Regions from separate parts of the Mus musculus genome. Here all the other regions are linked to region 3. Evidence: chromatin contacts called from public HiChIP or PLAC-seq, Micro-C and promoter capture Hi-C data. All regions are on one chromosome and are shown on one strand. The core of a region is the stretch at or near the end of the contact, and the rest is flanking DNA. Distances in the headings are between cores, read along the strand shown. Region 1 overlaps Sulf2 (sulfatase 2). Region 2 holds the start of B4galt5 (UDP-Gal:betaGlcNAc beta 1,4-galactosyltransferase, polypeptide 5). Region 3 holds the start of Prex1 (phosphatidylinositol-3,4,5-trisphosphate-dependent Rac exchange factor 1). Region 4 overlaps Gm30320 (a long non-coding RNA gene). Region 5 holds the start of Sulf2 (sulfatase 2).

What was found. Hi-C and Micro-C count contacts between places; a contact is called where the count stands out from the background. HiChIP or PLAC-seq counts read pairs in DNA pulled down with a chosen protein or histone mark. Capture Hi-C pulls out chosen DNA fragments and counts their contacts.
Region 1: a contact with region 3 is called in an H3K4me3 HiChIP or PLAC-seq map of bone marrow-derived macrophages, with 6 times the contacts expected there. The contact joins the enhancer-like site here to the promoter of Prex1 in region 3. A contact is called at or near these places in 3 of 39 promoter capture datasets (frontonasal cranial neural crest, hippocampal neurons and pre-B cells), 7 of 115 datasets of contacts at active chromatin or transcription factors (astrocytes, bone marrow-derived dendritic cells, bone marrow-derived macrophages and 4 more) and 3 of 9 other capture datasets (adipose tissue, embryonic stem cells and liver).
Region 2: a contact with region 3 is called in a Micro-C map of embryonic stem cells, with 6 times the contacts expected there. The contact joins the promoter of B4galt5 here to the promoter of Prex1 in region 3. A contact is called at or near these places in 3 of 39 promoter capture datasets (fetal liver, liver and pre-B cells) and 2 of 484 Hi-C or Micro-C datasets (both in embryonic stem cells).
Region 4: an H3K27ac HiChIP or PLAC-seq map of bone marrow-derived dendritic cells shows a contact between it and region 3, with 3 times the contacts expected there. The contact joins the enhancer-like site here to the promoter of Prex1 in region 3. A contact is called at or near these places in 1 of 39 promoter capture datasets (liver), 4 of 115 datasets of contacts at active chromatin or transcription factors (bone marrow-derived dendritic cells, forebrain, neural tube and 1 more) and 1 of 9 other capture datasets (liver).
Region 5: a promoter capture Hi-C map of adipose tissue shows a contact between it and region 3, with 2.6 times the contacts expected there. The contact joins the promoter of Sulf2 here to the promoter of Prex1 in region 3. A contact is called at or near these places in 2 of 39 promoter capture datasets (cranial neural crest and liver), 9 of 115 datasets of contacts at active chromatin or transcription factors (SST interneurons, astrocytes, bone marrow-derived dendritic cells and 4 more) and 3 of 9 other capture datasets (adipose tissue, liver and macrophages).

The regions. Positions count from the first base shown.
Region 1 is chr2:166,114,338-166,119,063 of GRCm38.p6, reverse strand. Sulf2 (sulfatase 2) reads left to right here. Exons shown (of 21, transcript NM_028072.5): 3 at 1,953-2,192. Among named protein-coding and RNA genes, the nearest start is that of Gm52534, 3.5 kb to the left of the region's middle. Within about 2 kb of position 2,958, at least 49 of the 459 cell types and tissues checked have an H3K27ac peak or open chromatin away from gene starts, as enhancers often do. A contact at or near this core is called in adipose tissue, bone marrow-derived dendritic cells and bone marrow-derived macrophages, where this site is marked.
Region 2 is chr2:167,345,656-167,350,889 of GRCm38.p6, reverse strand. It overlaps B4galt5 (UDP-Gal:betaGlcNAc beta 1,4-galactosyltransferase, polypeptide 5), which reads left to right and starts at 1,712. Exons shown (of 9, transcript NM_019835.2): 1 at 1,712-1,972. The coding sequence starts at 1,858.
Region 3 is chr2:166,710,680-166,715,546 of GRCm38.p6, reverse strand. It overlaps Prex1 (phosphatidylinositol-3,4,5-trisphosphate-dependent Rac exchange factor 1), which reads left to right and starts at 1,715. Exons shown (of 40, transcript NM_177782.3): 1 at 1,715-2,032. The coding sequence starts at 1,829. Gm46777 (a long non-coding RNA gene) reads right to left here and starts at 1,718. Exons shown (of 3, transcript XR_001783555.2): 1 at 1-1,718.
Region 4 is chr2:166,178,406-166,183,574 of GRCm38.p6, reverse strand. Gm30320 (a long non-coding RNA gene) reads right to left here. Exons shown (of 4, transcript XR_866951.1): 3 at 4,427-4,855; 4 at 838-1,197. Among named protein-coding and RNA genes, the nearest start is that of Gm30536, 13 kb to the left of the region's middle. Within about 2 kb of position 2,649, at least 165 of the 459 cell types and tissues checked have an H3K27ac peak or open chromatin away from gene starts, as enhancers often do. A contact at or near this core is called in bone marrow-derived dendritic cells, forebrain and stem cell-derived neural progenitor cells, where this site is marked.
Region 5 is chr2:166,153,451-166,158,785 of GRCm38.p6, reverse strand. Sulf2 (sulfatase 2) reads left to right here and starts at 3,103. Exons shown (of 21, transcript NM_028072.5): 1 at 3,103-3,283.

The DNA of each region.
Region 1 (4,726 bases), core at 1,709-4,208, 600 kb after region 3:
GAAAATTCTGGCTTGCATCATGGTGTTTGCCAGACTCTAGGATTCTGTCCCCTCCCCAGTTCTAATCACAACCCCACTCCTAACACCACCAGACAGAACCACACTATAGTAACCGGTCCTTCCTACCCCCAGGAGAAGCTGACACTTGCTTCAAGTAGAGGAAGCCAGTTAGGATCACCGGCCCTCACCACTCCATGAACTGTCCCTGTGTGTGAACAGGCATGGACATCACATTCCCCTGGAGCCACCCAAAGGGGCACCTCTGGGAATTGGAGGCACCTCACAGCACCCCATCAATGTCATAATAAGAGAATACGTCTGAGCTGGGCGTGGTGGCGCACGCCTTTAATCCCAGCACTTGGGAGGCAGAGGCAGGCAGATTTCTGAGTTCGAGGCCAGCCTGGTCTACACAGTGAGTTCCAGGACACCCAGGGCTATACAGAGAAACTCTGTCTCAAAAAACAAAAAAAAAAACAAAAAAAGAGAATACGTCTGTCCCCAAGGGGCCCAAGAGTCATTCAAAGGCACAGGGATGCTCAGCTTCCCCAGGACACCATCACCAGGCCTTGGTGAAGGTGACAGTCACTGCCCTGCTTCTGCTGTGGATAAGCCTGGGTCTGAGCTCTTCATCTGCCACCTTCCCCACTGTGTGGCCCCATCCATCACCAAGTGCCCCAGCCGCGCTTCCCATTCAGAAAAGGACACTTGGAAAAATAACTTTGCATGTCGTGTATATAGAGCAATTGACCCACGTGTTAGTAATTAGAACAATTGTGAGCATTGCTCTCCACCCCAGGGACAACCCAGTGGTCCCAAAGCTCAGACCAATTAGCGGGCTGTAACACAGAGACTTCCAGGCAGGGCCTGTTGGATACATGTGATCTAGGAGGTAACGCTGACATCCACTGCAGACTATGCTGTGGTATGGTGCTCAGCAAACCTCAGAGAACCCAATATGTTCAAGCTAAAAGTCAGAGCTTAAAACCTTACCATGCACCGAGCGTGGCGGCTCACGCCTTTAATCCCAGCACTCAGGAGTTCGAGGCCAGCCTGACTTGGCTGGATATAGTGGCAGTCAAGGATGAACCCTCAATGCTTGGTGTGGGTAAAGGGCCTATCACAGTCATTTAGGGGGATCAGAAGCCCAGGAGCTGAAGGTCCAGCATATGGAGGGTCCTGAAGCTGTTTATATACAGCTCTGTTTTTTATGTCCAGGAGCTCTGTTTATGTACAAAACATGGTTTGAATCTAGACTCAAGGTACTTCAAAGTAGGTTTGTACCCAGTACAACTGTCTAGGGGGACTGAGACCAGGGCCTTTCTGGTTGGGTTGGCTTGGGAGCAGGGTCTGGCCCATGCAAGCCCATGGATTTCCTAAGGATCTGGGGAGTCCAGGAGATGGAGAGCCCAGGATATAAAGGGTCTAGGAGCTAAAGAGGCACAAGAGCTGGAAGTCCAGGAGCTCTTAGGCAGATAGGTTAGCTTTAAGGGTAGCGAGATATAGACTTCAAATGCATACAGGAGGCACCCTAGATGAGGCTACAAGTGTAGAGAGACTGGCTGGGGCTTGGCTAGACTAGACTTCAGTTCAGTGGATAATTCTTGGGAAACTTCTAAACAAAACGAAACCTAATTCTATCTGCATTTGTGACTGCTTTAAAAAAATCTGTGTATATTAGCACTCTGAAGAAAAGACACCCTGTTTATGTACAAAATAGGGTTTGAGTCAGACTCAAGGTACTTCAAAGCAGGTTTGTACCCAACGCCACTGTCTAGTGGCACTGAGACCAGGGCCTTCCTGGTTGGGTTGTGGGTGAGGAGTATGGCCCATGTAAACCCTTGGATTTCCTAAGCTTGCCCACAGTTCCAGGCTCAGGATTGGAAGCCCCTTAAAGAGCTCCCCCGCCCCCCCCCAAGCAGGCCACATGACTCACCAGTACCCTCTGCTTGCAGGCTCCATGCAAGTGATGAACAAGACAAGGCGTATCATGGAGCAGGGCGGGGCGCACTTCATCAATGCCTTCGTGACTACACCAATGTGCTGTCCGTCTCGCTCCTCCATTCTCACCGGCAAGTACGTCCACAACCACAACACCTACACCAACAATGAGAATTGTTCCTCGCCCTCCTGGCAGGCCCAGCACGAGAGCCGCACCTTCGCCGTGTATCTCAACAGCACAGGCTACCGGACAGGTGAGGACCAGAGTAGGGCACTGTTGGGGCCTGCTCAAGGGACAGACAGGTGGCCTCTTGTGCCCTCAGCTTCCCTGGGTGCGACGTCCACACTGCACTGGTCCCCAAGATAACTCTGGGTTATGCCCAGAAAAGGTTTCACTTCCCAGTGAGGTTTCCAGTTTATTTCTATGCACACATAGTAGATGTGTCTGAAGAAGGTTCAGAAAACCACCTTTTCAAAGAAACTAGAGTTTTAAAAAAATGGAGAGTCCAGGGAGATTGTGAATTCTCTGACAGGGAGGTCACGAGATATTCCTTGCATGCATGAGTTTGAGGTTTCTGTGTTTAAAACTGATTTATTGACTGAGACCATCTGCATGAGAGAAGGTTCCAGAATGTTGAGGTTGGAATTAGAGAACGGACAGACATGGGGGACTCACCAGTTTATTGTGGGAGTAACCAAGATGACGAAGGGGTTGCCATGGTGAGAGAGACCTTTGACTGTGCTGTTATTTGTGTCAGGATGTCCTTGTTGCCTACTTGAGGGAGACACTGTGGCGAGTTCGAAAGGCCGCCCGCTAGGCTGGCACCTAAGGTCAAGCTGTAATCCCAGCCCAGCCACCTCGCCCTTGCCAAATCCTCCAGACTCAACTCATTGAACTTGCTTGAGTTTGAAAGAAAAAAAACAAGAATTCCCCACCTTGGCGAGCAGCCTGGGGCTGTTGTGAAACCAGATGATATGGCTCAGGCTCAGATGTCGCAAGCCCGTGACGCTACATTGTTTTGAGTGGGAGTGAGGAAGGGCCGGGCACCTCCTGTAGCTGATCTGCAGCCATCATCCATCAGGGCTGGGCAGGCTTTCAGATGCCCAGTGGGAGTGGGTGGGACTGTGTACTCCCTACATGCTCCTCCCACCACAGGATCATCCCCAGAACAGGTTCAGCTATAAAAACCAGCTCCCCTACATGGGCAGGTCATCATGGGAGTGGAGGTGCAGACCCCGATGGCTTGGGGTCCCCACAGAAAGCGCGTGTTAGAGGTCTCGTAGGCCAGTGCTTCAGATGGTTGGGAAGCCTGGAACGCTGTTGGGGTGGGGATAGGCAGGGACATAGCAAGGCGGCGGCTCCTATTGGAGGGTGCAGCTGCCATTCAGGGCTAGAAACTCCATCTTTAAAAACTGAATACTGTGGGCCAAAGATGTATCTATGGGCCGGTATGGCTCAAGCACCCTGAACAGCTCTGGCTGGAATGTTTATATGAAAACAGATGAATAGGGGCTGGAGAGATGGCTCAGTGGTTAAGAGCACCGTCTGCTCTTCCAGAGGTCCTGAGTTCAATTCCCAGCAACCACATGGTGGCTCACAACCACCTGTAATAGGATCTGATGCCCTCTTCTGGTGTGTCTGAAGACAGCGACAGTGTATGCACATACATAAAATAATAAATCCTTCAAAAAAAAAAAAGAAATTGTTTAAAAAAAAAAAAAAAAAGAAAACAGATGAATAGTGAGGCCCCCAAAGTGTTCATCAGGCCTGTCACCTGGAAAGCAGAAAGACCACTCCTCCCACAAAGACTCCTGGGAGAAACATGAAATGGAAAGTTTGTGTGGCATAATCAAAACAGAAAACAGAGGCCACGGGAACGCAGAGACATGGGGACAGTCCGTCAAACAAAAGGGGAAATTACTAATCCCAAAAACACTATGGGATTTATGATGGAGCGAAAGCCCATATCAGAGTCACATGGGAAACAGAAAGAAAGGAATGACCATCAAAGTAGACAGTCACCAAACCAGGTGCGCCATCCAGCTGCTGGGGAGGCTGATGCAGGAAGGTCATAATTCAGGGTTACTGGGGCTAAGCAGTGACACTGCATCTCAAAATGAAACATCCAACGTGGACTGAGGATGTAGCTCAGTGATGATACTTGTATGGCGTATGTTCATTTTTTACGGTACAAGCCCCAGGGACAAATCAGTACTCCAGCCTGGTTGTCGGTCAAACCCTATATCCATTTGAGCATCTAAGGAAGGTAACTGAGCTGAGTTTAAGTCTGGCAGAGGGAATGGGGGTACCTGCTGCTTATGGCTCTCATCTAAATTCATTGCTGTCTTGGTGGCCTTGATCCAAGAGCAGGTCTACAGATCAGGTTCTCGTTTCTCCTTACTTCCCATCGGTGAGAAACAAGATATGTGAGTGTGAGCACTCGTGGCTGCAAAAGAGCCTGGGATATGTAGTCTTTACGCTGGGTAGGTCTTTGTACCACTGAAAACAGATCCTGAAGGGGGAGACCCTCAGTCACAGCCACAGCTCTTAACTGTTCGTGTTTGTGACGCCCTTGAATCCAGAAGGTCAGCTGAGCTTAAAGGACAGATGCCAAAATTCACAGTGCAGGGGGATGTTAACAGAGCCGGTTTAAAAAAATGAAGCTACAGCTGGGCTTAGTAGTACAAGCCTGTAATCCCAGTTCCCAGGATGGAGTCCAGAGGGTCAGGAGTTCAAGGTCAACCTCTGCTATATATTTAGTTTGAGGATAGCCAGAAAGGGAGGAAG
Region 2 (5,234 bases), core at 463-2,962, 640 kb before region 3:
TACTTATCTTGTATACGTTTGTGTGCAAGCGTGGAAGTCAGCCGAATGTGTCACCTGACTGGTTCCCTCTTGAATTCCGTTGGATGCCTTCCCTCTGAGGAATCCTGCCCCGAGCTGCTCACTTCCTTTCCTGTGGAGCCTGCTCTGGGACTTTAGGACTAGCCAGCCATCTCTGTTTCCTCTGGTGTTAGTGGGTGCTCTGCATCCCCTCTGTTGATCTTTTAGGTACTGGGCACTGAGCTCTGAGCACATACATAGCAAAACATGAAACAGAATCTCTGTCCTTGTAGAGCACTGGTTTGAGAAACCAAAAGGAACACATACCAAAACATGGCTTTGGAGGTGATGGGAAAGTCGAGGCTTGGAAGTGCACATGACAGTGCAGAATGAGAAATGGGGTTAGTGGTCAAGCCCCGGTGGCAGGCCACTTTTGATTTGAGCCCTTACTTCACAACTTAGACGACTTGCTTCTCTTTCCAGAAGCTTCAGTTTTCTCATCGGTGCAATGGGGCCAAAGTGGGGGTAGGGGAGCCACGATCTCAGGACTTAGAGAGAGGCTGTTACTGGCTAAGAAGCCCTGTTTCTCGGTGTCTTAACATTGACAGTTGTCACCACTGTTCTGTCCTGTAGGATGTGACCTTGTTTGGATCTCTTCTTCTTTCCTGGGATTTTATCCTTGGATTCATTGAAGGCGGATCAAGCCCCTTCTTCCTTCCTTCCGGCTTTTGCATTTGTAGTTCCCCTTAGTGGGACCACTCTTTCTCCACCTGGCACTTTCACATTCTTTTGTGTTCATGCCACCCAGGAAGGAGAGGCTTCCCCCTCAATCTCAGACTAGAGTAGAATGCATCCGAAACATCTTCATGTCTAATTGTTTTCATATCTCTTATCATCATCATCTGTTATATTGATTTTTTTCTTATTCGCATTAATACAGGTTCCCAGAGGAATCTTTGCTCCGTGGAGCATCCCCGGCCCCAGGACCCGTAACTGCCACTTTATCATAAATGGTGTCTGGAATGAATGGATGAGTGAGGGCGAACACGAATGCCCCGGCCTCTGCATCCTTGCTCTGCTGCAGCGGCGGGCTACCTGGCTATTCACACATTGTCCACCACCCCTCGATCCCCGCGTGGGGAGCTCGCACGGGAACCAAGTCGTACTAGCGAGCCGCTTCCTGCCAGCATGGGCGGCGGCCGCTCGAGGATCTTGCGGCTAGAGTGCTCGCGCGTGAACCCCGCCCCGCCCCGCCCCGCCCCCACATCCAGGCCCCGCCCCACAGATGCGCTCCCCGGACTGTAGGCCCTGCCCATTCCCGCCCCCTTGCCTCAGGCCACGCCCTTCTCTCCTCCCCGTCAGGCCTCAGGCTCAGGCTCCCGCAAAATGCTTGTTATGCTCCCGGCCCCGCCCTTATCCCCCTCCCCATCAGACTTCAAGCCCGGTCCCCGCCGGTGTTCTCAGGCTCGCGGAGGCACCCTTAACATCAGGCCCCGCCCTCGTCCGGCCCCCAGTTTAGGCCCCGCCCTTACTCGGTCCCCATCAGGCCTGCCTCAGGTCTGGTACCTCCATCTGCTCCTCAGACTGCGGCCCTTGCCCTCGCCCCGCCCTCAGCATCAGACCCCGCCCCTCACCCCGCCCTCCTAACAGGCCCCGCCCCGCCCGCCTCGCCCCCGCCGCTGAGCTCCTCTGGTCGTCGGCCCCCTCCCGCCTCATGTGGCCCGGCCCGCGGCGGCCGGCGGCTGAAAGCGGCGAGGCGGCGGCGCGCGAAGCCCGGAAGGCGGCGGCCGAGGCCCAGGCGGCGGACCGGAGCGGCGGGAGCGGGGCCCGGGTTGGCCCTCGAGCGGCCGCCGGCTCAGCATGCGCGCCCGCCGGGGGCTGCTGCGGCTGCCGCGCCGCTCGCTGCTCGCCGCGCTCTTCTTCTTCTCGCTGTCGTCCTCGCTGCTCTACTTCGTCTATGTGGCGCCCGGCATAGGTAGGAAGGCGACCCTGCGGCCACCCCACGCCTCTTCCCGCTGCGGCCCGCGCCGCCGCCCCGGCCGACCCCGCGCTCCGTGACTCGCCGTTTCCTGCCGCGCCACCCCGCAGCCCGCCCGCACACGCGGCCTCCTCCCTGACGCAGCCGCCCGCGCCCTCCGCGGCCGCGCGTTGGCTGCCCAGACCCGGCGGGGCTGCGGGCTGCGCGCCCCTTTCCCCTCCCCCCCCTCCTCCCTGGAGCCCGCCGCTCGCCCGCCGCTCATAGCGGACCCGACCTGCTCTGGGGACCGATGGGAAGTTTGAATTGGCCATGGAGGAGGTGCTGTGACAGGGGCCTTGAAGAAGCGGTGCCAGGTGGAAGGGAGGGGGGGGTCGCCCAGAGAAGAAACGGAATGGGTAGCAGTTCTCCAAGGTCCGCCCTTTAGAGGGGGAGACCGCCTGGAGAGAAAACGAGCCCTTCCCGGAACAGACTGGACGCTGATGAGAAGGCAAAGGCAGCGAGAGGGTTAAAGGCAGAGGACACTGAGGTCAGATGTCCTGTATGACCTTGGGCCCTCAGCTTCTCTTCTCTGTAAAATGGGGACACGAATCCCAGCCTTTAAAGGACAGAGGGCCATAAATGCCCTTTAAGCTTTTCTCCCTATAGCGGACGCCCAACGTCTTCGAAATAAATACATACATAATAAATAAATATTCGCTGTTACAGGTAGTTTGGGGGACAGAAGGAAAGAGTTTTAAGGAATGCGACTTGCCTCCCTTAGTGTGGTCTTGGAGTGCTAGTGAAAACTTCAGCCCTTGGTGAAAAATGAGAAGATGCTGTTGGGGGTGGGGCCGAGGGCGAGAATTCTGGATGGTTGGGATGGGTGCCGCTTAGGGGAAGTGCCTTTGAGATCGGAGTAGTAAATGCTGGTGTTCCCTGTTGACCTGGCAACTCTGAACTGGCAGAGAAATTTCCAGAGAAAGAGGGAGAGAGGGAGAGAGTCTCTCCCCTGATTATTTTTTTTTTTAAAGCTTGTTTCACTTGATGTTTAAAGTTGGTGTTTCATGCTGTCAGCCTGACCTGGGAAGATGGAAAAGCTAACTTGAGACTGTCCTCACTGATTTGGTGAGTGGCATTCCACCAGGGATGTATAATTATTGTGGCTTGTTAGGCTTGCTAAGTAGAAGGGCAGGAATTCTGGCTGAACAAGAATAGATAACTAATTAGTGAAATTAATTGAGAAGAGAGCTCATTAGCGAATAGGATATTAGATTCTCACAAAATGAGAGTGAAGTGATAGGTTTAAACCTGCAGGCATCTTCCAGCCAGACCCTCTATTTTTCTTCCTTTTGTGAAAGTGACAGGTGTTTCTGGTCTGGGTCTGTGTATCTCCTGTATCTCCATGGTGATCAGCCTTTTTCGATGAGAAAGAATAGAAGCCAGACTCTTCAACAGAAATGAAACTTACTTCAGATTTCTCTGTGGTAGGTCAGTGAAGCTCCTGTGTACGCCACCACCGCCACCACCAAGCTTAGAATCCCAAACCCTGTGTCACTGCAAGACTCAACTCTCTTGAGATTTCATTAGTGACTTTAGAAGTGTTTGAGAGAACAGATCCATTGCTATTCAAAGTCTGTTGGCAAAGAATAGGACCAGCAGTGCTGGGATGTGGCTGGGTGGTAGAGTGGTACCTAGCATTGTGCAAGGTTCTGGGTTTGATTCCTGACACAAACCAGAAAAGGGGGTGGAGGGGAGTGGTAAAGAGGAGACATCTTATAGTTCACATCCCTTCACTTACAGTTAACTATTTGACTGTTTCATTTATCCTGCCTTTAAAAAAGACATGTATTTTATGTGTGTGTCTGTTGTGTATGCATGTGTATCTGTGTGCCACATGCATTCAATGCAGAGGACATTGGAGCCTCTGGAACTGGAGTTACACATAGTTAGGAGCCACCCTGTTGGTGATAGGACCCGAACCTGGTTCTTCCGCAAGAACAGCAAGTGTTTTTCTTTGCTGAGCCATCTTGCCAGCCTCTTCCATGCCTTTCTTGTTAACAAACTTAATTTCTCAAATGTCTAGCTTCCTATTGTGCTGTGGTAAATCTTTCCCAAAGGTTAAAGAAGTTTAGAGAATGTAAGGGTTTATGTTCCTTAGGACATAAAAACCTTATTTGAGATTGTTATAAAAATGAGTTTAAACTGTGTATCATGATCATGGTACACACCTCTAATCCTAGCATTTGGGAGTCAGAAACAAGAGGATCTCAATGAGTTTGAGGCCAGCCTGGTCTACACAGTGAGTTCCAGGACAGCTAAGGCTACATAGACCCTGTTTCAAAAAGTTAAAAAAAAGCCGGGCAGTGGTGGCGCACATAGACCCTGTTTCAAAAAGTTAAAAAAAGCCGGGCAGTGGTGGCGCACGCCTTTAATCCCAGCACTTGGGAGGCAGAGGCAGGTGGATTTCTGAGTTCGAGGGCAGCCTGGTCTACAGAGTGAGTTCCAGGACAGCCAGGGCTACACAGAGAAACCCTGTCTCGGGAAAAAAAAAATACTAGAGGGTTGGAGAGATGGCTTATCAGTTAAGAACACTGGTTGTTTCAGAGGACCTGACTTCAATTCCCAGCAGATACATGGCAGCTTACAACCACCTGTAACTTTGATTCCAGGAGACCCATTGCCCTCCTCTGGCCTCTGCACTAGGTATGCACTTGCATGGTGCACAGACAAGCATGCATGCAAAACACCCATACACATTAAATTTTTAATTAAATTTTTTTTTTGAGACAGGTTCTCTATGTAGGACAGGCTAGTCCCAGAACTAGTAGCAACAAAAAATAATTTCATGGTTGGGGTCACCACAGCATGAAGAACTGTATTAAAAGGTCGCAGCATTGGGAAGATTGAGAACCACTGTGCTAGAGGAATGCAAGCCCTCTTCTGGTAGTGTCAGGTACCTCCACATGTGTGGCACACGCATACACCCAGACAGACATCTGCTCACAAATTTCAGCATTAAGTTATCATCTAGCATGAGTGAGGTCCTGGCTGCAATTCCTGTTGGGGGCGGAGGTGAGGGTTGAAAAAGAAGGGGAAGGGGAGAAGTCTTGCTGAGCTACCTTTCCTTGAAGTCCTTCCTTCTCCACAGCCTGAGGAATGTTTGTTTCTTATCACTGACCTGCCGGCATTGGCATGCCCTCTTCCTTTCTAGAGAAAACTTTGATCTTATTTATGACCCTCTGACTAGAGGAATTTCAGACCTCAGAGCGCTTCCAGCCTG
Region 3 (4,867 bases), core at 466-2,965:
ACGGCTCACAACTGTGGACGGGGTGCTCCTGGGACATCCCGGGTACTGTGTGCTGCTATGCTCTTACAATGGAGAACTAACCTGACCCTAGATGTCACTAATCCTGGGTTTGTTCCCTCAGACTCTCATCTTACAGATTAAAAAAAAAAAAATGGAGCTTCAGAAAGGTGAAGTGTCTTGGCCAAGGTCACCCAGGCAGCTGGATTTGGCTGGCTCGTGACTGCTACCAGCTAGCGAGTAATGATTTCAAGACAGGGCCCACTGAAACCCAAAAAGGTGCTGGATCTAAGGACAGAAGCAGTGTTATGTCTGGAAAGCTCAGAAACAAGAAGATAATGATTCTTTGGAAACACTCACTCCATGACCAATACCTGATGGGCTCACCCTTTTACATCCATTTACCTAGGATACCTTGCCCACATCAAATGTCACGGTGCCCTAGGCCCCAAAGGAACAGGGCCAGGGGTAGCAGGAGCTACCACAGTCTCTCCTCTATCCTTGTGCAAAAGACTGTTTTACTTCAAGGCCCCAGAGAACTATTCTAGGCATCTTGAAGGGAAGTAAATAGAGGACAGTGCTCCTGCCCCAGAAATGATGACACTCCACAGAGGCTATTTTGTGAAACAGGGACTGACTCCATAGGAGATAATAGATCTGAGGCGGGGCAGGTAGGGATTGAACAAGCAGTTCAGAGGCCCGGTCAAGAGGGCAGTTGACAAAGGCAGGAATAATTAAGAACGAAGATAAGACTTTCTAGGGTGTTAAAATCACTTTCCAGGGACTATGGCTCAGCCGTATGCTGGTCCCTAAGAGTTAGGTGTTACTGTTCTTCCCCTTGTACTGTGAGGCAAACGGAGGAGCTTTAGGTGGGATGGGGGTGCTGACCAAGGTCATCAATGAGGGGCTGAACCCCAGAGGCTGACTCGGGTCCCAATGCCTCTCGAGGGTAAAGGGGGGTTAGCACGTTAACTGAACGTTTGAAAGATCAAGGTCACACAGAACAGCCTGTCGGCTGGCAGCAAAATTCCCATTTTGGCTTTATCTCTGGTGGGTACGAGGGCGGCTTCCTGCAACGGTCTCGTCCAAGTGGGCACCTTTGCTTAGGGATGGGGAGCGCTGGGACAGTAGGCGCAGAGCTCCGACGGAAAGAGAAACAGAAGTAAGGACAAAGATGCAGCTAGAGTTCTTCCAAGGTCACCGTAAGCCGAGGGCATGAGCGGCCGTGTTGGTGGGGGCGTCGAGCTGCTCTTCCGGGCGTCAGGAGATGCGCGTGGTGGTCGCTGATCCGGCTCCAGCAGATCACCCACGGGGCACTCCTTACGGGTGGATGGCGCGAGCTGCTCTTGCAGAACTGCTGAATGGGTCTTGGCCTACAGACTCAGCAGAACCACGACCTGACTGGGGTCTGGGGCGACGCATTTCCAGCCCCAAACTCTGACTGTGCGGCGCGCGCACGAACCGGCTCTTGGCCGACGCTCCCTGGAAGCCGGGAGGGGGCTCCGCCCAATCCCCGCCCAATCCCACCAGACTCCGCCCCAGCTCAGTCCATTCTCCATTAGTCCCCGCCCAGTTTCCGCATGAGGTGCCGCCCCACCCCGTCCATTTTCTACAAAGATCCCCGCCCACTAGCAGATTGACCCCGCCTCCTTCCCCGCCCATCGCTCAGCCCTCTCTACCAAGGCCCCGCCCATACACCATGACCCCGCCCAGGTCCCGCCCCCGCTCCGCCTGCCCCGGGCCCGCTGAGCGGCGCCTGTCCGGGATGCGGAGCCCGGACGCCTAAGCCGCGGCGCGACCTCGGCGCGGGAAGTTCGGGCGCCGCGCGGCTATGGAGGCACCCGGCAGCGGTGGTGGTGACGGCGGCGGGGACCCAGGCGGGGACGGTGCGCATCCCGATGCTCGCGGCCCCGTCTCCGGGCCGTGCGCGGCCGCCCGCGACTCGGAGCGCCAGCTGCGCCTCCGTCTGTGCGTACTCAACGAGATCCTGGGCACCGAGCGCGACTACGTGGGCACCTTGCGTTTCCTGCAGTCGGTGAGCTCCCGCCACCTGTGGCCGGCCGGCCCGCGTTGCGCTTTTGTCTGTGGCTCCCCGCCTTGTGCATAGTTTGAAATGGTTACATCCGCGCGGCCGCTGCCCGGGGCCGCCCCGCTGGGGGGCCAGTGTAGGGAGAAGCCCGGGTAGGGGCTCCTTAGCTGCACCGGGGACCCTGGGCTCCGTAGCCTTGCCCCAGCTCGAATTGCACAGTCAAAGCCTTAGACTGCAAAACAGCGTCCGAGTGCGTCTGTGTACCACGCACCTTACACTGGTATCAGCAGACTGTGCCGTTACCGGGCTCATCAGTAGGTTATATTTTCTGATCCTTAAGATCAGGGAAGAGTTCGGCTCCAGAGAGGTTGAGTCCCTTGCTCTGGATAGTTCTGCAGGCTACGTCGTAGGGTTGGATGCAGGGCGGTGACCCAGGGCAGCCCTGCGGGGGCTTTAAACTCCGGTACGTAGTTGCCCTGGTGTCTCTAGTGAGAATGAGGAAGGGGCCACTTCCCTACCCTCCTAGGAAGTGAGAAAACTGGAGGGGGTGGGAAGGGCTGGTCTTAGAGACCTGAGGGCTTTAATCTCCGTGCCTCCTGCTGGGGCCGCTTTAACTCCCTTCTTGGGTTGGAGGAAGTCTTAACCCTGCTTCAGGAAGGCGTGCGTTTGTGTGTGTGTGTGTGTGTGTTTCAAGAGACCCCCAATCACACTGGAGTTCTCTCCATCTGGGAAAAAGAAACACTCAATGGCTTAAGGATGCAGGGGAGTCTGTGTGAGGTCGGGGGGGGGGGTTCCCACTGAGGGAGGAGGGAGTACGAAGTTGGGGGGGGGGAAGACGCTGTGTGGAGGCATTGAAAGCCCTTTGGCCCAAGGATCCTTCTGGAAAGGCCTGTGAGAATAAGACAGGGTTGGCTTTCTTTCCCATCTCTTCCTCTCTCACAGTTGAGAAGGGGGTGGGGGAGAGAGAGAGAGAGAGAGAGAGAGAGAGAGAGAGAGAGAGAGAGAGAGAGAATCGGGTAGGGCTTGAAGCTGGCAGTTTCTAAATGAAAGAGGCAGCCACTCTGGCATTGCTGAGCAATGACAGATTCTAGGGAACTCCTCACTTCCCCCTCGCAGTGACTGAGCTGCTCAGCCTTAAAAAGAAACAGGAAATCTAAACTAGTTTTTATATTAATGGGGGAAAAAAAACAAAACCCACTCCCCCATGTGTGCCCCTGGCTGTTGTGCTAGGTTGACTGCGGTTTTAAATCGTCCCTACGGAGACGGGGCCGCTAGGATAATGGAAATTGATTAGAGTCCACATTCTTAGAATTAAAGAAACCAGGGGGGGAAAAGTTTTCTCTGACTTTCATGTCATCCCAGGACACCTGTCGTTTGTGGACAGCCATTGTTGTGTGACTGGGGCATTCTGAGATGAGCCAGACAGACATTATTGTGTCTTGGGACACCGTTGCTTCCTGTGTTGACCTCGGTTTCCCCACGTGTACAAGAGCAGGGGACCCCAGGCTGCTTTTCTGCCTTGCCCTTACTTGGGTCCCCAAGCCAGTGCCAGAAGTGGAGGACTGATTGTGTAACCTGAGTAGTGTGTCTTGCCCTGTGAGCCCTGGAGGCCACCTCTGGCCACTAGGGAATGGCCCTCAGGCAACCCGAGGGAGGCCACTTAGTCCTGGAAGCTTGGCCGGGAGCTGCATGCTCTTCTGACCACCCGGGCTTTTCTGCATGCAGTAGGGCACAGAAGAGCGGGCAGCTCTTCTGGGATTCTCCCCACCCCAACTTGTCAGCTTTTGTACACCCTGGCTGGAGGGGGTTCCCTGGGCTCCTGGCTGTCTGGGAGGAGCCAGTGTAGTTTTACAGTGGCAAAATGGGTTCTTTAAAAAGTCCAGAGCTTGAGCTGGTGGGAAGGATGAGAGCTTTCGAGGCACTTGCCTCTAAACCTGAGAACCTGAGTTTGATCCCTAAGGCCACACCATAGCATACGTGCACCCCTGAAAATAAATAAACAAATAACAAATGAACAAACAACCAGACAGATAAATAATATAATACAAGGTCCAGAGCTCCAAATTCAGAGCCAGACTGTGTGGTGTGAGGCCTTTGGCTCTGTGATTTAAGGCAAGCTGGCTTGACATCTTTGGGCCTTTATTCCCTTATAAAGTGGGAGAGGAGACTAGAGGTTGTCCTGTTGGTTTTATAGGATTGTGTAACTTATCTTGAATACTCTAAGCAGTGCCTGCAGGCAGTCAGCTATGTAAATATCAACTGGGGTTATTCCTTATGTGATAATTAATCTTACAGGTGAGTAGGGTAGTAGGTTGAGCTCCCACAGAGGAGGCTGTCATAGGGAGCTGCCCGGAGGGAATGGGGTCTGAGCCTTCACTAGAGACAGCCTGGGGACTTCCATTGAGTTTCCTGTTGATCTCTAGATTCCAGCTACGGAAACCAAAGAGTCTGTTCTGTTCCCCTCCTGAGGCTTCAGAGCTCCTTCAGCGTGCCCACACTGGATTTAGGCTTCATCCAGACACTGGGTTGTGCCCTTCCTTGTCTCCTAGGATCCTAGGACCTCAGCTGAGGAAGCAGAAAATTTTGGGATGCGTTATGGTGATGTTAGCGCAGTCTTAGGCCACTGTAGATGCTACTGACCGTGCAGGGGTGGTGTGTGTGTGGGGGGGTTGACTGGGAACCTTGGGTCTCTACTTTGAGATCTTGGGGCTGTTTTGGACAGCACCAGTGGGGATAGTAACATGACAGGTGCCATTATGTAAGAGCTGACCTTTGTCATTTAGTGCCCAGCATTCTGCCTGTGGCAGCCACTTAACCCCTCCGAGAGAAGGGTGCTGTTGA
Region 4 (5,169 bases), core at 1,400-3,899, 530 kb after region 3:
GGTCTCTGTTTACAGCTGTAAAACCCTAACTAAGACAGACAGACAGACAGGATTCCATACCACACCAATGCTGAGAGGGGCCACCATGGCTGAAGTCAGGGTTTGAAGCTGTCTAACTGCGAGATAAAAAAGAACCTAGGTCCAGAAAAGGAAACTGCAGGTTCATGTCCAGATGGGTGACGGATGGTCAGGCAGGCAGTCAAGTAAGCTGCATCAGGATCAGGGGACTGAGCTGAGCTGCATGGAGTTCCAGGATAGTCAGGCCGCTCTCTGCTTGTTGGTCCTTGAGAAGCACACAGGTGTGGATGATAGGTTGGCGAGGGGCCATGCCATCGCACTGAGAAGAAGTCAGAGTTTCCTCTGCCTGGTATGCCTGACCGTCCTGATTGATCGCAATACACCCTACCCTAGTGTACCCCTATGGTCTCAGTTCACCCTAGCAAACTTGTAAGGTGGCTCCCTTTCTATCCCTAGAGATGAGTCCCTTACCAGTCTGGTCTGGGTGGGTGGTACCTGGCAGATGATGCAGTTTCAGAGTCCACCCAGGGGTTGCAGTCACCCATCCCCACCCCTGCCATCAAGATGGAGTCCAGAGCTCTTTTTTTTTTTACAGACTTATTTATTTTATTATATGTAAATACACTGTAGCTATCTTCAGTCGCTGTAGAAGAGGGCGTTAGATCTGGTTGTGAGCCACCATGTGGTTGCTGGGATTTGAACTCAGGACCTTTGGAAGAGCAGTCAGTGCTCTTAACCGCTGAGCCATCTCCATCCCCAGAGCTCTTTGTAAGATGGAGTCTCCTAGGGCAAGCCCCCTCCCCCCCCCCCCCCCCGCAAACCCACTGTGTTATACAATATGCAGTAACTTAGCATAGGGTCTAGCCTCAGTCAGCAGTCGCCCTCCTTGTTCCGGAAGGTGAGCTCTGAGGACCTCCTTTCCCTATGGACCTCGGAAGGACGATGCTGGGCCTCAGGGTAGGTGCATCAGCACTCCCCATTGCTCAACAGCAGCTGTCAGGTCCCCTTCTCTACTGACATTCAGCCAGGTCCCCATATGCTGCTCCTGGCCTCTCCAAGCCTCACTGCTGGGGTAGCAACGCCACCCTGTTTGGCTGCAAACATCGCCTCTCAGGTCATTTAACCGTCTCTTTGCTTCCTGCTTCAATGCATCATGTTAATGAGGCTTTGTCTCCTACCCTGAAGAGAAGAAAATTAAAAACAGCAAACGCATGTCACATGGCACCAACCCAGGCTTGCGGGGACATTCAAGATGGGGACACAATCCTCTCAGATTCATCTCTTCACATTCCCTGTCCTTCCAGGTGTCCGTCACAGAAATGCAGCCCACCTCCTTTGAGACAGGTCTCTCTTCGGCCTGGAGCTCACCAATTAGGCAAGACTGGTTGGCCAGCGAGCCTCCTGTCCACACCTCCCGCACTGGGGCTACCCACGCATGCCACCACACCCAGCTTTCTTATGTGGGCTCTGGAACTCAAGTCCTTAAGCTTAACCGCCTCCTCAGCCCCTCTAAGGACCTTTTAAATAAAATTGATAGCAGCCAGCCTTTCTTGATCCCTGTCCCTTCGACTCCATGTCCCTTCCCACACAACGCAGATTTGATGTACAGGGGTGGGGATGTTTGGTTAGGAAGGGAATGTGGGGCCAGTGGCCACGTGAGCAAGCCCAGAGTCTGTCCTTCCATGGCACTTACAAGAACACCCTCAAGGCCTGCAGCTGCTCCCTGCTGCTAGCCCGCAATGGATCTGGAGCCCCCAAACCATTCAGGAAGTGCCCGAATCCAACCCTTAGAAACTGGAGGCAACAAAGGCTTGTGTGAGCCATGAACATTGGAAGGATGGGGGACTTTGTTACACAGCCAAAGCTGACTGCTACAAAGCCCACACCCGCTTCACACTCCTATGTGTCTAGAAATATTCAGGGCACGATCTACAGCCCAGCTCCCATTACCTTCCTTCGGCATCCCCACCCTGAGGCATGCCCACTCTCTGCCCTCAACAAGCCTTCAGAATGGTCCCATTTTCCAGCCTGAGCACCAGTCCAAGAGAAGGGGGGATCCTAACCAATTAGCCCAAGTTTCCATGAGCTCTGTCTGTCTCAGCCCAGAAGGTCATATGTCCATGAAGCACCCAGCCACAGTCTGAGATGCAATGAGATCCACCCTGCAGAGATTGTTTTATGGAGATTTCTGTTCAATGTCAGACCAGCTTCTGTCTTTTCAATCTTCCAGACTGCTAAAGGATGTGAAATCTTTGCCTCTGACCACTTCCTCATCCAGGCCCATATGGAGAAGTGAAAGGACTTTTTGGGACTCTTTCTTGCTTGTTCCTTTAGAAGGAACAAGTGTTTGTGTGCCCTTTATTCCGACTATGGGCATAAGAATGTCTGCCTTTCCCTGCAACCAACACATCCTATCCCAGCAAACATGAACTGTTGTCAGGGACACGAGGAACCCGACTCCATGTCTTCTGAGAACTCCAAACAGCCTGGCTGTGTACAGTCACACTGTCAGTAGAAACAGAAACCATAGAAATGGGGTAAGCACACCCCACGAGGCATCAGAAAGGGGTGCAGACTATAGTGTGGGTGGGGCCGGTGGGGGAGGAGTTTGGAGCATGGAGCAACAGAATGGAAACTGGAAAGCTGCCAAGGAAACTATGGCAGAGAGAGCCAGAAAGCACCCGGGACGTTTGCTCAGGACTGGAGGGAGCGAGGCGTCATTAAGCTGACTTGCCTGGGCTTCCACGAGACAATGGGATTCATTTAATGAGAGAGGCCCCGGCATGGCAGAAATCTAAATTAATCCTTTGCTCGGCAGTTCACAGGGGAAGATGAGGAAGAAGTTGTCTTTAGAAATCACAACACTTTTTCCACCACCAAGGTAAAAACTCAGAGAGGAAAGAGAATGGGATAGGCACAAACAAACTTTCAAAACTGGCCCTGTCCTGTGCTTCCAGCCTGGCTGCTCCTCCAGGGCCTGCCTCTGGAGTTCTCTGGGGAAAACTGTCTCTGGGCCCCATGAGACTTCTCTCCCTTGCTGCTGCTGGCCTTAGCCCTCAAACTCTCAGTTCAACTGGCTAACTCCCTGGCTGGGTTTTCTTCTGGTGATTAAAAACACAGAAGTCAATCTTTTCCAGATGCCTGTGGTCGCTTTCCTGTGCTTTGGGGCTTCTGTTACCAGGCAGAGTAGACTCGAGATGAAATTGAAACCTGCCAACACAGGCAGGTCCCCCTCTCAAAGACTCATAAAAAAACGGGTGCGAGGAATACTCAAAACAGCTGGGACGGGCAAATGGCTTCTAGAAGCCCTGCTTCTGTGTGTTAGGAAGGAGGATGGGCCCATCCCTTGGAGAGTCTGATGGTCTCTGTTTGCTGTGATGTGATTTCTCCCAGGGCAGGCTGGGGTGTACACACCCATCCTATAAGCTGGGAGCTTTTATTATCTGTCTTATACACAATACTTGCTGCCCACAGTGCTATTTTGACCAAAGACAGGAAAGTAATTTTCCGAAAGTGAGCCACCAGCCCCCCTAAGGGTATCAACTTCAGTCCTGAATGGCTCAGCTCCTGGTTTCTTGCCTTGACCAGGCCTCCAAAGACAGAGTCTAGGCCAATCCCTCCCACTCCCCTCCCCCAGGTTGTTGCTCTGGGCAACATCTTCTCAGGCAGGCCTCTCTTGACCTCTGCACTCTGCATCCCTGACAGCTGGCCTCCAAGGGAACCAAAAGCTCAGATTTCTTCTGTTATAATAGGACTTCAGGCATAAATCCACTCTTCTGAAATTTCATTTCGGCTCTGCATAAACCCAGAGGGAAGCAGCTACACATAGCCATTAGGAAATATGTGTGTAGCTCGGCTGGTAGAGCGCTTGCCTGACTTTTGCAAAACCTCCCTCAGCAAAAGCCCAGCATGGTGGCACACACCTGTCACCCAGCACTAGAGAGGTGCAGACATCAGGACCAAGAGTTCAAGGTCATCCTTAGCCACTTAGCAAGCTTAAGGGCAGCCTTTAGAGGGCTGAGAACCTGTATAGAAAGGAAGGAAGGAAGGAAGGAAGGAAGGAAGGAAGGAAGGAAGGAAGGAAGGAAGGAAGGAAGGAAAGAAGGGAGGGGAGGGGAGGGGAGGGAGGAAAAGGGGAGGGAGGAAAAGGGGAGGGGAGGGGAGGGGAAGGGAGGAAAAAGGGGAGAACCTTACCACTCAGAAGGGCAGATACTAACTCATCTGTAAGTATCCACTGTCTGCTGCCTCCCATCTGCCTCCAGAGCCCCCTCAGCCCTGCCGCAGCTCTTTCTGGCTCCCCTGCTCCTATGCCTTCCAGCTCCAGAAACAGAAACCCTCCCTTCCAGAGAGAGATCGAAATCCCTATCACGCACCCTGGGTGTGGCTCTCAGCTTTCTGGATTCCTCACCTTCCATCCTCACGTCTCCTGTTCATCTCTTCTCTTTGACATTGTTCTCTTCAATCTCTGGGGCCGTTTCAAACCCTAAGTGCACCTCGGAGTTCAATGCAGCTTTGGCGACAACCCCTGGGTTCCCGAGTCAACCGTTCCTCTCCTAGATGTCCCTGTTTTAACTGTGACTTCTAGGAGTGACCTTTGACCCTTGGATCACCTAGCCCTCGGATCAAAACTATTAGTAAGAAAACTGCTTCTGGCCAGGGGTGGAGGCACGTGCCTGAAGTTCCTGAACTTGGCAAAGCCAAGGCGGCCAAGAGGATGGTGAGTTTGAAACCAGGCTGGAGCTAGGTGTGCTGTCATCCAGTATGAGGGAGCTGAGGCAGAAGAATTGCCTTGAGTTCACAGTTACTTTGTGCTACAGAGTGAGAAAGACCTCTTATCCTAAAAGAGAAAAAAAAATTTAAGCAGGTATGAGAACAAGGCTCAGTTATTAGACAATTGCCTAGCACACACAGGGCCGTAGGTTCAATTCCCAGTGCTGCATAGAACTGGGTACTGTGTTCCTGAATGCAGCTCAAGGTCATTGACACCTTGGACTACATAGCAAGTCTGAGGCGAGGTTGAGCTACAGGAGACCCAGCTTTTAAAAGAAAGAGAAACCTTATCTCAGAACAAGAGATACCACTGTACTGAACGAATGGAGACTTACTATCTGTTTTCTTTAGCCCGCACCACGTGACAGCTACCACGCGGCC
Region 5 (5,335 bases), core at 1,854-4,353, 560 kb after region 3:
GTTTTAATGGAGGCCTATGGAGTCGCTCTCATTATCACAATATCTGAAGATATATAAACAGCTTCTTGCTAATACCAGGGTATTTCTCCTGACAAGACAGCTTGGGTTCTAACTGCGAGACTTCAGCAGAATTAACCACAAATTCATATTGTTGTGCAAGAACTGGAATTTGGTTTTTTTTTAAGTTGAAAAAAAAAAAACAAAACCCCAAATCTCTAATATATATATCCCCTCAAGATGCAATTCTCCCCATCTTCCTCCTCTTCATCAATGCCTCTGATACAGAGGACATTATTACACCTTATTGGTATTTTAAAAGCCTATCTATCTCCACTCAGGAGCCAGGAAGTTTGAGCTCCACCCTGGAGAAGCAAGTCACAGCCAAGCATGCATGCCTTATTAAAGCCACCTGTGCCCCCAGAACGTGGGGCCTCAGCCAGAGCCCCCAGCCTGCAGCCGTGTCCCTACGGTTACTGTTTCTTCTTTACACGCCAATTTGTTTGAGACATGTTAAAAGGTTGTCTTTTATAACCCTCATAAAATACCATCGACTTCGCCCAGATGCAGCCAAAAAAGCTGAGACCGTCTGACTCATTTCAACCTGTGGGCCAGGATGCAGAAAGACCCACAGGAGTTCCCGCCATTGCCAGAGAACCAAGGGCATAACAATGCAAAGGACCCCATAGGGTAAGTAGCACCCACGATGTCCTGCGGAGTGAGCCACCAAGGCACTGCCACAGAGAAAAAGCAAGGCATAGGGGTGTCAGGACAAAGGTTCTCAAGGTTAAACCAACAATGGGGGTGTTAGCTTGAGAGTCTGGAGTTCAGACGGCTCCATGGTTGTATACCCAGCTCTGCTATTTGCAGAGACGGATATTAATCAGGAGCACAGGGGTCATAGAAGAAAGGCTGGCCTGGACCAAGTGTCTAGAAGGCAGGGGCTGGAAACTCAGGTCCTGGGGACCCTGTGTAGCCCACCCAGGCCAGAGATGAACTGTAGAAGAGACAGTGACTCCCCAGGCTGGGGGACTCTGACCCTGAAGTCCCTCACATCTTTAGATCGACACAGAAGTTCTTGAGTGGGGCCAGCCGTTTTCATCTTCCTGGAAAGAGCCCAGGCAACAGGCTGAGGCCCAGACCAGCAGGGTTAGGTGTGCACTAGGAGTTAGGGGGAAGTCAATTGTCTTAACTGATTAATGATTCCCTGAATCACACACCCAGGTACACACACACACACACTTGTCCCTAAGCTCTGTCTCCTCCTCTGTAAAGAAGAAAAGTGGTCAGGTGCTGGCATTGCCACCACTTTCCATTTCCATTACAACAAAGAAACATAAGAGAAATCACATGATACCACCCTCCTCCAGCGCTCAGTCCCAACTGGGAGACTGAGAACTGCCCTCTTTCCTGGAATTTCTGTTGGGCACACCCATCTACAGAGAGTCAAGTCTGAAGTGCAAGGGTGTGGTCCTAGTGTTTTCTGATGTAAATCCCCAACTTCTAGAGCATTCTCTAGAACCTCAGAGCAAACAGGGCACAGATTCCATTCTGCATCCTTCCTGCCCAGACCGCAATAGGACACTGCAGACCTGCTAGAAAGTCACTGCTGAAATAAGGCATGTGGTTCAAAGCCAGGTGCAGCCTGTGGGCTGTGTACAAGCCTCTGTCATCTCTGAGCATACATGTTCTCCAAAAACTATGAATGTACACTTCATGTGATGACCAGGTGCAAAGCTCTCCATTTGGCCACAGAACCTGCTGTTCTTCCTGGGAGGAGAACCCCAAGCCAGGATGGGTATAGCATGTAAAGTTACCTGTTGCAGAAAAAGAGAAGGATACAAAAAGATCAAGTGTATACATTGTTGTTGCTTCGTGTGCTTCTGAGACAGTATCACTATATAGAAAGTTTGACTTTGGGTGATCCTCCTGCCTCAGCCTTCCCAGTGCAGGCATCACAGATGTGGGCCACGAGAATACTGTCTGAGTTGACCCTATAAGGATATATAAATTAATCAATTTAATTATTCAATTAAATGTCTGGGATGTTGAAACTGATTACACCTGCTTTTCTATCTGTTTTATTGGTTTATTTTCTGAGATTTTTTTCCTTTTGTTTTGTTTTGTTTTGTTTTGTTTTGTTTTAATAGGGTCTCCTGGACCTCCAACTGGTCTTAATCACCCTGTGTGTAGATAAGGGTGACCTTGAATTTTTTATTTTCCTGCCTTTGCCTCCCAAGAGCTGGGATTGCAGGCGTGCACCAGCACTGTACATTTGATGTTTGTTTGTGTGTTTGTGCTTTCTAATGAAGTTCTCAGAATCTCAAGGATGGGAGCCCTCTGCCCCAAGCATCCAATGAACAGCGCTGCAGGGGCCCAGCCCCTTCTCATGCAGCACTGAGACTGGAATGCCTGGGGGTGGGGTGGAGGGTGGGGGGGGGGGTTCATGAAAGCGAATACTCACGCCTAACATCCTGTATCCAGCCAGGACTCTACACTAGCCAAAGGTGGGGCTTGCCCCCGGCTTAGGAAAGCAAGTTCAGGGTTAGTACAACGACTGTATGGGCGGAGTCGAGAGCCCCCCACGCAGTCCAGACAACCCGCTTGAATTTTAGATAAACAGCGAGGACGTGATTTTAGTGCATCTCCATCGGTGCCCTGTTATTTTTACTACGTGAATTTGACAAACGCTATCCATCAGAAAACTAGAAAAATCCCACCAGGGGAAGGAGGATCTTGAAAATAAGCGCAGCCTGGGGGGTCAGATACAACTCCGGAGCTCAGCTTCTTGGGTTCAGATCCTGATCCAACTATCTGACCTTGGGCCAATAACTTAACGGCTCTGTCTTGATTTCAGTATCTATAAATGGATGAACATCTTGGAAGACTTTCAGGGGTTACGTTTCCATCCGAGGCCCGCCCCGTTCCACCGCAGGGTCGATAACCCCCTAGCACATCAGCTGTACTTTCTGAAGCTACTGGTGGGCTCTGTGAGGCTCTTCACCCACCCTTGGCAGCCAGGGCCCCCTCAAGCCTCTGGTGGCTTCGGGGACGGCAGAAACCGCGCAGACAGCACCACCTGGAGTCAGAGTTCTCCCTTTACCAAGGGAACCGGCCTCCCCTTTCTTTCCCATTCCCGGCCCATGTCTGGGCAACGCTTCTGCTTTCGCTTGAGCTCAACTTAATTTCTCAGAGAGCTTCGGAGACGCGTGGGAAGGTCCCAGGCGCGTGGGCAGTTCCTCCCGCGATCTAGCTTGGGGATCGGCCCGAGCCGGCGTCTCCAATGGCAAGTGTGTGCGTGTGTGTTTAGAGGCGAGCGCGGGGCTTTCAGCTAAGGCTGCCGGGTGTTTGCAAACCAGGGCGAGCCCCTGTGAAAGCGGATAAAAGAAAACATTTATTAACGTGTCATTACGAGGGGCAGCGCCGGGCCGGGGCTGTCGCACGCCTCAGGGAACACTTGGCTCCTCGCTGCTGGGAGGGAGGAGGACGAAAAAGCGGAAAGAGGCTGGATTCTCTGCGCGCCAGCCCGGGGGCCTGATCCATGGCCCTCGCGACTTCGCGCCGGTGTCTGGTGGACTAAGAGATGCGCCCCCGGTCCGAGTGGCACACACGCGCGCACACACGCACGCGCGGTCCCGGCTCGCCGGCAGCTCCCTGCTCAGCGCACATCAGCCTCAACTCCGCGCCCAGGGCGAGCGGGAGCGGGTGCGGGTGAGTGCGCCCCGGGCCCGCGAGGGTGCGCGCTCGGCGGCGGGAGCGCGGCCGGCCACCGGCTCGGCAGGCAGCAGGCCGGGAGCCGCCGGGACTTCGGGCCGGGGCGCGGGGCGGCCGCGGCGGCGGAGGTGAGGAGCGATGGCTGAATCGCCGGGTCCCCGGCGGGGCGGGAGGCGGCTGGGTCCTGGGTCCTGGCGCGCGCGGAGGCCGGGGCGGGCGGGGCGAAGCAGAAGCCGGGATGCCGCGGAGGCGGCTGGAGCAGCGGCAAGGCAGAGTCCCCTACGCCCCGCGGCCCGGCCCGGCTGCGGCAGAGACGCGGTGAGGCCGCGGGGGCCGCGCGGTGAGTGGGGCGCGGGGCCGGGCCCGGATCACAGATTCCAGGGCGAGCACGGTTCAGGTGAGCCCAGCCGGTCCCCGCTGCCCGGCTCAGGGAGGGTGTTACCCGGAGGTTTAGGTACCGGCCGGCCTCAGTGGGGCTGACCGATTTGACCCCGTCTGCAAGGCTGGGCGGCTAGGGGAGGACTTCCCGCGCCCCGGTGGTTCCCGGGGAAGGGCGCGTGGACCCGCGGGCTGCAGGAGCATGGCCCGGTTGACCCCTTGAGGTTTAGATCCAGAGGGCCAGCTAGAAGCCAGACCACGTGTGGCTTGTCCGGGCAGGACCCGAGCAAGCAGGGACTAGGAACTCGCAGAACGGAGGACAAATGAAATCGTAAAACTTCTCCCGCGCCAGGTCAGAACCCATCGCCCTGCAGACCTGCGTCCGCCGCGGGCTCCAGAAGCCCGGAGGGGACGCTGCAGCGGGGACTGCGACTTCGTTTAGAGAGTAGTAGTTCATTCATTCATTCATTCGACAAGCATTTGTGGCGCTCTGAGTGTACCAGGCACGGAGTGTCACCCAGGGAAGCGCGGATGGTAGTGTTAGTCCCTGCGAGGGCGGCTGGTGGCGAAAGGAGGCTCCAAGTGGGCAGATGGAAGGAGCCACCCGCGGGGCCATGGGTCTGCTTAGTGATCTCTGCCTGGAGGGGACCCTGAGAGCCTTGTCTCCCTACACAGAAGGACGCTCTGCACAGAGCATGGCTGTGGTGACCCCCGCCTTCCCCCTTCCCCCTCCCCACTTCCTGAAAGTTCTGATTGGCCCCACCCCTCCAGGACTGGCTCTCCTGCAGCTTGTTTTAATCACTTTTTGAGTTAAAAGTCAATATTTAATTAACCAAGTAATTACATTCAGCTTTCGTTTGAATCTGGATATTTGCTCTGTCTGTGGGGATGCCCGCCCTCTTCCCCCTTTCCATCTGTCCTTGCCTCTTTCCCACGGTGCACCCCCAGCTACTCTGGAGGTGACAGAGAGCAGGTGATGTTGGCTTTCCCTGGGGACACCCTGGATTTTGTTCACCTTGCAGTTCATGTGACCCGGTCCAGCTCCTTGCCCAGAGGGGATCAACTGAGATACAACCATTGATTAAAAGGGGTGGGAGTTCCCTAAACACCCCTCCCCCCAAGATTCTCCACCCAGCCTGGCTGGTCCCCAGGGAAATCAAAACAACCTGTTTCTATGTGGTTCAGTGTTGAAATCAGCAGTTTATTGAGGATAGTGTTAGCTTGGCCAATGGCATGATGAACCCGC